Linked DNA regions of Gossypium hirsutum: region 2 is linked to region 1. Evidence: chromatin contacts called from public Hi-C data. All regions are on one chromosome and are shown on one strand. Each heading gives the region's core, a stretch centred on a gene start, on an enhancer-like site or on the middle of the called end of the contact. The rest is flanking DNA. Distances are from core to core; before and after follow the strand shown. Region 1 holds the start of LOC107890835 (protein BRASSINOSTEROID INSENSITIVE 1). Region 2 holds the start of LOC107890843 (RNA-binding protein 39).

Region 1 (6,684 bases), core at 2,206-4,705:
ATTATTTTAGTATGTTCAGAAAGATTTATGTTTAGTGCCAACGAACTTACTAAGCGTCGTTAAGCTTACATTAGTTGTTCAATGTTCTTTGTAGATTTTCAAGAAGTTTGGAGGATTGGATCAACACATCGGTTCACATTATCTAGATAACTCCGGTAGATTTTGTTATACAACTTAAGGTTTATATGGCATGTATAGGGTTAAATTGAAAAGAAGAAAACCTGTAATATGGTTGAGAGTGGAACAAATACATATATGTATGTTTTTATTCATGTACTTAGTAATAGCTTATAGTAATCAATGAATGGTGTTAATGTGGTAAGTTTATGCAACTAAGTTGTATGATGATATGTTAGGTCTAAAACTTGATTTTTGGTTTGTATTGGTTGCTTAATTGGGTTATTTTGGTATATGAGAGTATTGTATGCAAGTTGATTGTGAAAAGGGTGAGAAAAATGGCTTTTAAATGGCCTATTTTCGTCCACAAGGGCAGAGACTCGGGCGTTTGTCTCAGCCGTGTGTGACACATAGCAATGCACATGGGTGTGTAGTCTGGCCTTTTGTCCGTTGCATCTTAAAATTTAGAAGCAGAATGCTCAGAATTGAGCACACGATCAAAGACACGGGCGTGTGTCTCAGCCGTGTGAGGCACATGGCCTAGCACACGGGTTTGTGGCTTTGCCGTGTGAAAACTGTACCTAATTTTAGGAAAATAAACTGGCCACACGGCCTAGCACACAAGCATGTGGTTGGCCGCGTGACCCAAGTTAAGGAGTTACACAGGGTAAGACACGGCTTGAAGCACGGGCATGCCATGGGACCACACGGACGTGCGACCCCTGTACCTAGGAAAAATTTTGAAATTTTACGAAAAAATTTCTGAGTTCCTGATTTAGTCTCGACCTACTTATAATACTTAAATTGGGCCTCAAGGGTCCATTTAAGGGACAACATAATTAGTCTTGATTATAAATAATAAATGACAATAATTATGTGTAATTATTCTGTAAACTTTGATAATATCTTGTAACCCTATTTTGGCAACGGATACAGGTTAGGGGTATTATATGGATCTAGTCGAATATCTTGTTAATCTAGTTAGTCACATATATGTCTCTATCTTCAGGGAGTCATCTGATCCGATTGGACTTGATAGACGACATATTAGCCTTTCAACTGGTTTGCTCATTTTCGATAAGACTAAGGACATGTTTATGTTCGTCTACTAATACAAGTTGTATTTCCATATTACGATTCGACCACGTAATACTACTTACTATTGGTTAAACATTAGATAACCATCGAGTTAATATCTGCTTCTATTTTGTTTTACATGCAAAAATCACATAAAGCACATTATACAAAGGATTTAAATGTAATTCATGAATAATTTTATGAACCAATTAGTTTGAAAAAAATTACAAGTATATAAACAAATATACTACACTTAGAACACCAAATTTAACACTTTCTTATCGATCTGTCTATAGTTTCTTTCTCTAGGTTGCATGTGACTTTTCAAGTTGGGCCTTTTGTGACATCTTTCTCCAAGTCGATTGTGGTCTTGTTATCTCTTGATCGTTGTAGTCTATTTTGGTAACCATGTAACCTCTATTCTCCTAAAAATAGTTTCTAGTAAGAAAAAAAGATGTATAACTTGCTTAAAACATCATAAATATATAAACAATTTAAAAATTAAAAAAAAATTAGTACATTGCTAGTGAAATTTAAAAATTCCAAAAGTAAGATTGATTTAATGACAAATATATATAGCATGATAAAGAAATAAAAAATATATATATATAAAATAAAACTCATGGCAAATTTATAACTCTGCTTGTTTAATTAAAAATATAGAGCACTCACCCTTATTATTTATATTAAATAAATTGTATTTTTTTTAAATTTTAGATAAATAAATATCAAATGATTTAAATGTAATATAATATAATATAAATTTATAAATGACCAGATTTAAGAAAGGAAAAGGAGTGGTCAAATTTAAAATTACAGGTACATAAATGCCAAAATGACTTTTGATTAATCCTCGTGACCAAAAACAGAAGTCCTATTAAATTAAGAGATTGGGAATCTCCAATTAATTGACAGTGATGGATCAATCCTTTATCACACGTACGCTTCAAAAGCTAGAGAGACAAACAGTCTAACAAGTTTTCTCTTTCTTTCTTTTTAACATTAGAATAAGATAATGATAGCGAGTGAATAATAAACAAAAAATTACAATAGAAGTTATGTTAAAATACTTTCCAACTTCCCATGTCATTTTTATATTTGAAAATTAATTCTGTATTTCATTATTTATATTTTTTATTTAAAATATAAATTTAATTATTAATATTGTTTAAATTTTTTGTTAAATTTAAATTTATTGTCTTATTTTTACAATATTTTTAAGTGTTTTTTTTTAATTTTAAAATTTCAAACTAATAAATTTAATAATAAATTTTAATTAAAATTTTTAAAATTATATTAATAGTGGAACCAATCTCATCAATTTTAAATTTAATTGGTTTAACTCTTTATTATGTAATAATAAATAATCCTTTTCAGGCTAATTTTATAAACAATCACTTTAATAGTGTTCTAAGTGTAGGAAAATGATAAGAATCCTAAGACTTAACCAAATCAAAACATTTTTTTTTAGAATTATTTTTTCTAGAACAAACATAAAAACTTGATAACATATAGTTATATATTTTCAACTAATTATATCATGATATTTTTCTACGAAAACATGACATTTTATTAATAAACTAAATAGGAGTTTTTAAATTTCTCTATAATGTGAAATAAAATTTATATAAGTTTTAGAATTATTAGATAATATTATGACCTACGTTGCCTTCATTATAGTCTAATTATGATTTTTATTCCCAATTTTCTATTATAATGTAATTATGATTGTTATATCAAATTAATCTCTTTATTTTAATTAATCAAGATATTTAATACTTAATAAAAAATGAAAAGTTAAATTCATTGTTGATAAACATACGGATTTAAATTGCTTAGTTTTATTAATTTGTTATATATAAATGATTGGATATTAATTTTTAGGTTGAATTGCCCGAATTTTAAGTTAACGATTTAATAAAAATATTTAAATGTGTTATTTGATTAAACTAAAATTTTAGTTTTAGTAAAGTAGGGATGAAACTCTAAGAAACTACAAAAAAAAGTTTATATTTAGTATAGAATTATATTAAATATTAAGTCAAAAAGAAAAAGGAAAGTTATTATAAGTAGAAGATAAGGAGAGACCCATCCATCCCCTAATCTCATACACTTAATCACCCATCTAGAGAGACAAACATAATATTTTAATCATTAACTTAATCATACTTAATTGTTAGATTAAATATATTAATTTAGTTATCCAAGAATTGAACTTGTTGAAGAAAGAGAGAGTGTCTCACATGCCATGTGAACAACAGCTGTTTCCATTCCCCCACTTTGATAATACATCCTTCTTGCCATCTTTGCTCTTGTCTTTTGACTCCCATTATTTCTTTCTTCCCAAACCCAAACAAAATTAATACCACCATCTCTCTCTCTCTCTAAAACCAGATCTCAAAGCTCTCTTCTTTCTCTCTAATGGCACCCATCATATCCTAAAACACCTCTCTCCCTCTTTCTTTCTTGTCCGAAAGAAGTTAAATTTCCCACAAATATGAGGCCTTCATTAGCCTCAACAACATACTTTTCTCTCCTCATTCTTACATTCTCCGTCACCTTTCTTATCTCCCTCGAAGCTGCTGCTTCTGCTTCTTCCAAAAACAGAGATTCTCAGCCACTTCTTAACTTCAAAGCCAGCTTGCTTGACCCATCTCTTCTTCAAAGCTGGGTTGCTAACCAAGACCCTTGTAGCTTCAAAGGTGTTACATGCCAAGATTCCAAAGTTTCCTCTATTAATCTCAGCTACACAGCATTGAGCATTGATTTTCATATTGTTGCTGCTTTCCTTTTATCCCTGCAAAACCTGGAATCCCTTTCTTTGTTGAAGGCCAATATCTCTGGCAACATTTCTTTCCCTTCTGGGTCCAAGTGTAGCTCCCTGTTGACCACCTTAGATCTATCTCAAAACACCTTGTCGGGTCCTCTTTCAACTGTTTCCAACTTGGGTTCTTGCACAAACTTGAAGGTTCTCAATCTATCAAGCAATAGCCTTGAGTTTTCGGGTAAAGAATCCAGGGGTTTGAAGCTAAGTTTGGAAGCTCTGGATCTTTCTTTCAACAAGCTATCTGGTGGAAACGTGGTTCCTTGGATTCTTTATGGTGGTTGCTCTGAGTTGAAGCTCTTGGCTTTGAAAGGAAACAAGATTAGTGGTGAAATAAATGTGTCGAATTGCGGAAAGTTGCAGTTTTTGGATTTTTCATCCAACAATTTCTCAATGGGGACTCCTTCATTTGGAGACTGCTTAGCTTTGGAACATCTTGATGTATCTACCAACAAGTTTTCTGGTGATATTTCCCATGCAATTTCTTCGTGTGTGAACTTAGAGTTCTTGAACCTATCAAACAATCAGTTTTCGGGGCCGATTCCAGCTTTGCCAACTTCCAAATTACGGCGCCTTTATTTAGCATTAAATAAGTTTGAAGGAGAGATTCCAGTGTATCTCACAGAAGGTTGTTCAGGCCTTGTTGAGCTGGATCTTTCTTCAAATAAGCTTTCTGGTATGGTTCCTAGTGGCTTTGGTTCTTGCTCTTCTATGGAGTCTTTTTCTGTATCGAGTAACAACTTCACTGGTGAACTCCCCATTGAAATATTCCAGAATATGAGTTCCTTGAAGGAGTTGGGTTTAGCTTTTAATTATTTCTCTGGTCCTTTGCCTGAGTCTTTGTCTAGTCTTTCCAACTTGACCGTCCTGGATCTCAGTTCAAATAACTTTTCAGGATCCATCCCTGCTTCTTTGTGTGAAAATCCCACCAACAGGTTGAAAGTTCTGTATTTGCAAAATAATATCTTAACTGGCTCTATTCCTCCTACTCTCAGTAACTGTTCTCAGCTTGTTTCACTCCATTTGAGCTTCAATTACCTCACGGGTACAATTCCTCCAAGCCTGGGATCTCTCTCCAATCTCAAGGACTTGAAGCTTTGGATGAATCAGCTCCATGGCGAAATCCCACAACAGCTAGGAATCATTCAGACACTTGAGACATTGATTCTCGACTTCAATGAGTTGACTGGGACAATACCTTCTGGCCTAAGCAACTGTACCAAGTTGAATTGGATTTCATTATCCAACAACCGGTTGACTGGTGAGATTCCTGCTTGGCTTGGCAAGCTTTCCATTCTTGCTATCCTCAAGCTCAGCAATAACTCCTTCTATGGACGAATCCCGCTGGAGCTCGGAGAGTGTAAAAGCTTGATATGGTTGGATCTTAATACTAATAACTTGAATGGGACCATCCCTCCTATGCTGTTCAAACAATCTGGTAAAATTGCTGTCAATTTCATTGCTGGGAAGAGGTTTACGTATATCAAGAATGATGGAAGCCAGGAGTGCCATGGGTCAGGAAATTTACTAGAATTTGCAGGAATTAGAGAGCAACAGTTGGACAGAATTTCTGCTAGGAACCCTTGCAACTTTACTACTAGAGTGTATGGAGGTCTCACACAGCCCACATTCAACAACAATGGTTCTATGATCTTTCTTGATCTTTCATACAATCTGCTGTCAGGGACAATTCCCAATGAGATTGGCACAATGCCGTATCTCTTTATCTTAAACTTAGGCCACAATAATATCTCCGGAACCATCCCACAGGTCATTGGGAAATTGAAGGGTCTTGGCATTCTTGATCTTTCCTACAACCGATTGGAAGGGTCGATCCCACAATCCTTGACTGGCATTACTATGCTCAGTGAGATTCATCTGTCAAACAACCTTCTCTCTGGAATGATTCCTGAAATGGGTCAGTTGCTTACATTCCCAGCTAATGATTTCCTAAATAATTCAGGTCTTTGTGGGGTTCCTCTTCCTGCCTGTGGAAGAGATCGGTCGGCTAGTTCAAATGCCGAGCACCGAGAACCCCATAACAGAAAAGCTACTCTTGCAGAGAGTGTGGGAATGGAATTGCTGGTCTGTCTCTTCTGCATCTTAGGTTTGATCGTAGCTGTTATAGAAACAAAGAAAAGAAGGAAGAAGGGTAATGCTCTTGATGTTCATATGGACAGCAATTCCCACTCAGGCTCTGTAAATACCAGTTGGAAGCTAACTGGCGCACGGGAAGCATTAAGCATAAACCTGGCTACATTTGAGAAGCCCTTGTGGAGGCTCACCTTTGCTGATCTTCTTGAAGCCACTAATGGCTTCCATGATGACAGCCTTATTGGTTCTGGTGGCTTTGGTGACGTATACAAGGCCCAGCTGAAAGATAAGAGTATTGTTGCAATCAAGAAACTAATACATATTAGTGGACAGGGTGACCGTGAATTCACTGCAGAAATGGAAACCATCGGGAAGATCAAGCATCGTAACCTTGTTCCTCTCTTGGGTTACTGTAAGGTGGGAGAAGAAAGGCTTCTAGTCTATGAGTATATGAGGTATGGAAGCTTAGACGATGTTTTACATGATCAAAAGAAATCTGGGATCAAATTGAACTGGGCGGCTAGGCGCAAGATTGCTATTGGAGCTGCTAGAGGTCTGGCATTTCTTCACCA
Region 2 (6,684 bases), core at 2,211-4,710, 200 kb before region 1:
AATATTTAAAATAAAATACAACATTTTGAAAAAAAATCAATAAATTAAAATAAATAATTTTTAAAATATTTAATGATAATTATATACAACAATTTGAATTTGTCGCTAATACAATTTATTTTTTTTTACTTTTTACTTTTTGCTTTAATATGTGCTGATTTTTTTAATTGGTTAAATAAATCTTCTTTTTTAAAATTAGTGAAATAGATCGATTTTAGAGAAAGAGTGTGAAATCGCGTCCTACTAAGCGAGTTTTCTGTTGACATGTCAGGGAAAACATTCCCAATTGGATACGTTTTCTTTAGAAATTTTAGAAAACACTTCTAGCTGGGCACGTTTTCTTTGACATGTCAGTAGAAAATTTGTCCAATTGGATGCACTTTCATACACTCTCTCTAAAATCAACCTATTTTCTTAAATTAAAAAAAATATTTTTAACCAATTAAAAAAAACGACATATTTAAACTTATTTAACCATTCTTCTATACATTCCACCCAGAAATTTGAGAAAATAAATACAATATTGAAACAAAAAATCCCACCTAAAAACATGTCACCAAACAATTTTTTATATATTTTCTAAACAATTATTTCGTTACATATAAAAAAATGTCACTCCCAAAATTTTACAAATAATCCATTATTTTCTAAACATTTTTTTTCTAATTTTTAATCAATGTCTTAAAGGTGCTAAACATAAAAATTTCTAATTTAAAATTATTACTTAAAAACTATTTTCTCAAATAAATATGGGACTTTTTTCATAAATAAAATCATAGAATTACTTCAAAAAAATATGTTTTTTAAAGCTTGTAAAAAAGGTTTAAAACTGTTGGAAAAAATTAAAATTTATTTAAATAAAAATAATTACCAAAAATTGTTTTTTAATAAAATAATTTTTATTTATATCCAGTCATACATTTTTAAAGAAATAAATACATCAACTTATTTATATATTAGATAAATATAATTATTTTTGTATGCAATATATAAATATAAAATAGCGCTATATCAATAACTATATTAATTTGTGAGAATTGGATCAAATCAAAATTTCATGTATAAAATTACATAAAATAAAAGTTTATGTATAAATATGCATATTAAACCAAAGTTTATGTATTATTTTAAGATTTATTCCTTTTAATTATTGTTTCACTTATTATTTCTAACAATTTCTTGAATAATCAATTTGAATTTTTTCTCATATCATTCACAAAAATTATATAAAAATTAGAAAATTTTTAATACATTTTAATTGATATACACACTTAATAAGTGAATCGCACGGCTAAGAAAACTAATTACATATATGAAAGTGAATAATGACACATTAGAGTTGGAATGGATAAATGAAGTTAATCATGATTTAAACAAATACTTATATTTATATTATTAAATAATAATATTTTATTTATTATTAAATATCTATAAATTGTAATATTTATTCATAGTTAAAATATTAATATAAACATTTTTCAATATTATTTAAAAATATTATTTAAAATTTAAAAATATTATTGTTAAAATTTATTATTAAAAGTAAAGTTGTAATATTAAAGAATTTACTATATTAAATATAAATAATTAAATAAGTATGTTTGATATTATTCAACATTTTAATATTTGTCGATTGAGTGTTAACTTGATTGACATCGATATTTTTGTTAGTGCAGGAGGAAGTGAGTTTAAGTGCGCTGAAGCACATTATCTTCCTATTTAAGTGTTGGGGAAGGGCTATGGGTAGTTCTAAGTATTGTATGAAAAAAGAGCAAATATGATAAGAACATGTAATGAGATTAATATTAAAAGAAAATGATATTTGATATTAATATTTTAATATTTTTAAAAATAAAAAAATAAAAAATTATCATTAATATAATAATATTATGCTTAATTTAATTTAATTTTAAATAAAAACCCATAAATGAACACTTCTTTTAAAAAATAACTTATGTTTTTCAAAAATTAACTCAATTAAAAAAAATAAAAATAAAAAAGAGAAAGGAAAAGCTTAATTTCCATTCATTTGCAAGTAATATTTTGTTGGTCAATTTTTTTAATGAATCAAATACAATAAAATGCAAAAAAAAACATTTTATATAAGGTATTGTTTGATAAATTGAAAAATTAAATGTTGAAAAAATAAATGTTGAAAATTTGAGTGCTGAATTTAAGTTATAAAATTTGTTTAATATATTTTTAAAATTAATTACTGAATATAATTAGATTGTTTGATAAATAAATTGAAAACATTCTCCTTTCAATGATAAAGTAATTTTTATCTACTTATTATTTACCATATTTTTTTTATATTTTTTAATCATCTATCAAACTGAGGCCTAAATCAATTTATGTGAAACAATCACACTATTCTTATATAATAATAGAGTTTGAAGTTAGGGTCTGTTATTTCACTGAAAATGATTTCTGGAGAATGACTTACTTTCTTGGAAGAATTAATATTTTTTGGTTTTTGGATGAATTTGTGTAAAATATTTTCTGTTGTTTGACAGATTTATTAAAAATATTTCATAAAAATTGTTTTAAATAAAACAAACATACATTTGAGATTTTCTTGTCTTTTCATTGTTTAATTGAGTTTATTTTATATCTATAAATTTAAATTAAAAACATTTTTTAAAATTTAGGTTTATTACAACGTCATTTTTTAGTTATAAGACTATCAAGTGATTATTTTTATTTAAAAATGTGATATCAACAAAATTAACAAAAAAAAAAAGTTAACAATTGAACTTGATTTTCAAAATTGAAAAGTAGGCGGACTAAATTATTAAAAATAAAAGTACAGAGACTAAATTACAAATTTGTGAATACTATATAGACTTACGACATATTTTAACCTTTCTTCTCCAAAAAAAATATTTTTAACATATTTATAATTGTAATAAATATTTATTATTAAAATATTAGTATTAAATATTTTCAATAATATTGAATAATATTATTTAAATTTATTATTTTTAAAATTTATTATTAAAATAAAATTAAAATATTAAATAATTTATTAATAAATTATATTAATTATAAAAATAATTTATTATATAACTAAATATAAATAATTAAATATGTATGTTTAATAATATTGAAAGATATAATATTTTTATTAATATTTTTAAAAATAAAAATAAAATTTATTATCAATATAATAAAATAATAAAATATATATGTTTAATAATATTAAAAATATAATATTTTTATTAATATTTTAATAATTTTAAATATTTTTAAAAATAAAAATAAAATTTATTATCAATATAATATTATTAAGCTTAACTTAAATTAATTAAATTTTTTTATAGAAAATAACTTACGCTTTTTAAGAGGATAATTTATTTAAAAAAAACTTATTTTACATTAATTTTATTTCATTTTCTATTAATCAAATTATTTTTTTAAAAACAAATACACAAAAAGGACGAACAAATTTTCCCTAAAACACAGGCCAACCCTTATTGTCAGAAACCTATAACATACCCAATATTGTATACAACGAAGTTGGAAGCCCATAGATTCCGTACGCTTCACACACTTCACACACTTCACACATATCGTATCCGGTGAATGTGCTGTGGAAAAGGGAATCACTTGCTGTTTGTCTTTGTTTCTACTCGTTTCTTTTCTTCAATCTTTCTTCAAACTTCTTGGTAAATTCTCTCAAAGCCCACGCAATTTTATCAAATTGCACCCAAGTCCCATTCCCAGATTTCGAGGACCCAAATTAAACCAAACCCTTGCAATTGACAGCTGAACCCCAACAAAACCCTAATTTCTCAAACCATATTTCGAGGTTCCAACTTTATTACCTTCAACAAAAAGAGGTGAAATCTCGGAAGTTTTGAAACAAAATAATGGATTTCGACGAGTACGAGTATTTGGAAAAAACCGTTGAGGAGCAGGAAGATCCGAAGAAGACGAAAGACAGAGGAGGATCGGAGGATAAGAGCGAGAGAAGCTATAGGAAGAGAGATGGAGATAGAGAGGAAGAGGATGACGAGGGCAAGAGGAGCAGCAAGAAATCGAGAAGCGGCCGCGATGAGGACGACGAGGAGAGGCGAGATCGGGATAAGGACCGCCATAGAAGCAGCCGCGACAGGGATAGGGAAAGGGAGAGAGATAGAGATAAGGATTTAGAGAGGAGGGGTAGCAGAGAGAGGGAGAAGGAAAGGGAGAGAGAAAGAAGAGAAAAAGATAAGGAGAAAGAGAGGGATAGGAGAGAGAAGGAAAAGGAGAGAGAGAGAAGGGAAAGAGAGAAGGAAAAGGAGAAAGAGAGGGAGGTAGACCGGAGAGAGAGAAGCAGTAGTAGGTCGAGGAGGCACGAAAGTGATCGTGAGATTGAGAGGGAACGGGAGAGAGATAGGAGAGAGAGGAGCAGTAGTAGGTCGAGGAGGCACGAGAGTGATCGTGAGCTAGAGAGGGAGCGGGAGAGAGATAGGAGAGAGAGAAGCAGTAGTAGGTTGAGGAGACACGAGAGTGAACGCGATCAAGAGAGGGAACGTGAAATTGACATCAGAGATAGCAGGTAATTTTTTAAAAAGTACATTATATGTGCAAAATGAATTTCTGGGCACCTATGTTGAAGTATTGTAATGTTTATGCAGATGTAGAAATGACTAGATGACTGCTAAGTTCAATTAAACATGCATTTTTGCATCGTGTTTATACCATCCAATTATATTGTCTGTCATGATCTAAGCACATAAACATGGTTGAAGTGCTCACTGCTCACCCCTTAGGGATGAAGTTTATTGTTTTTTATGATGTTTCAGAATTCATTTTTTGGAGTAAATTTATATGCAAGAAATAGGGTGAGAGGATTCCTTAGTTGTATCCTTTAGAGTTATAGAACTGTAATGCCTTTTGTATGTGCATTTTTGGTAGGATGTCGATGGCAATGTCTAGTAATTTTGTGCAGATGGTTCTTTTTTCTTTTTTAGAGCATGATTTTAGTGGCATCCTGAATTATCTCATGAACATGGATGTTTCAGGAGATTTAAGGATAAGAAAGATGCAGTGGAGCCTGAGGCTGATCCTGAGAGGGACCAGAGAACTGTTTTTGCTTATCAGGTAGATAAATTGCTATTTTTGCTTTCATCTTCAAAGTATTGTATGATATAAATGTAATATTTATGTGTATCAACATGCATTTTTTTTTAAATTTCACTATTTATTAATTGTTGTTCACCTTGAATTGGTTGATGACAGATGCCTCTAAAAGCAACTGAGAGAGATGTCTATGAATTCTTCTCAAAAGCAGGCAAGGTTAGTCGGGTTTAACTTGGTTATTTTATTTCTTTGTGAAGGATGTAGTCAGTATTGTATCTACACTTTGCTCCTTGTGCTTGATAATAAAGCACCTCAATACCCTTTCAAGCGAGGTGCATTTGATCAGGCACACACTTGGTGCTTCTAGGCATACTTTTTGTTAAGGGCAATATGCATAAAAAAGCTTGCCTGGTCGAAGTTACTCTTTATTTTATTTTTCTTTTTTTCATTAGATGTTGCTTTACTGGTAAAAAGGGGATAGCATCAAACTCTCCTCTTTTTGATATTTGCCTATTCAACAGTAGGCATGGGACTGTAAAGAACCATGCATATTGACCAAAAAATACTTGCATTTTCTGCAAATAAATTTCACCATTCTTTAGAGATATTGTCATGATGATTGTATATCTTAAGCTTATCATACACACATATAAAAGCATGCACTTATACTTATACGGCACTACATAGCTTAAGTAAGCATTCTTTTTATCTTTGAGCCTTGCGCCTGAGGCAATATAAGGGTTCTAGTACCTAGATGCACCTTTCGCCCTTGACAACATTGGTTGTTCTATGAATTATCAACAACTTCTTTCAAGCATGCTAAGATTTCACATTAATTTATCTGGGAAAATGTTAATGTAATGTTTTGGAAGTTTGTGTACACTTGAAATACCATGTTTATTTCCTTTAGAATAACTCACTATTGCAATTTCTAGAATTTAGCATACTGGGAATATCATTTTGCATAATCTGCTATATTCCTTCAAATTCATTTGTCTTTATGCATTTCTGATAATAACTTTAAGTTAATGCATAAAACAATGTTTAGAATGATGTGAATGCACATTATTGAGATTCATCTGCTTCCTCTTGCAGTATATGATCCTCTGCCTTCAGTTTCGAGTAGTATTATGACTTTCTTGTGTCTCAACATTCTATATATGTGGGGTGAGTTAAAAGCACATGTTAAACGATATAATCTTGCGGACACTCCTTGATAGGTGTTTCATCAGGAAGCTTGAAAGTCTGGGATCTCCCCGCATATTTAATCTTTTAGGTTATTATTTTATGTTTGATGCCATATCTGTTTTCCTTTACTATTTTCAGGTGAGGGATGTTCGGCTGATCATGGATAGAAATTCAAGAAGATCAAAGGGGGTTGGGTAAGTGCCTTTATGTTGAGCAAATTAGACTTCCTTTTGCAGTTGTGTGAAATATATCTTTGTACTAGAATCAAGGTTTACTGTATTCTTAAATGCACTTGCAATGCTATAATGATGAGGATTGATGGGAATAGTTCTCAATTTTTAATCAATTCATGCTTCTTTCGCATATTAGATGACATAAACCTGAATTCTATTCCTCACCTTTCAAATTTCTTAGCATTAAATGCAGCTT

What was found. Hi-C and Micro-C count contacts between places; a contact is called where the count stands out from the background.
Region 2: a Hi-C map of leaf shows a contact between it and region 1, with 8 times the contacts expected there. The contact joins the promoter of LOC107890843 here to the promoter of LOC107890835 in region 1. A contact is called at or near these places in 9 of 34 Hi-C or Micro-C datasets (callus, hypocotyl, leaf and 1 more).

Annotation. Positions count from the first base shown.
Region 1 is chrA11:68,972,240-68,978,923 of Gossypium_hirsutum_v2.1, reverse strand. LOC107890835 (protein BRASSINOSTEROID INSENSITIVE 1) reads left to right here and starts at 3,455. Exons shown (of 1, transcript XM_016815415.2): 1 at 3,455-6,684. The coding sequence starts at 3,692.
Region 2 is chrA11:69,176,875-69,183,558 of Gossypium_hirsutum_v2.1, reverse strand. It overlaps LOC107890843 (RNA-binding protein 39), which reads left to right and starts at 3,460. Exons shown (of 15, transcript XR_005905265.1): 1 at 3,460-4,543; 2 at 5,010-5,088; 3 at 5,227-5,283; 4 at 6,394-6,449.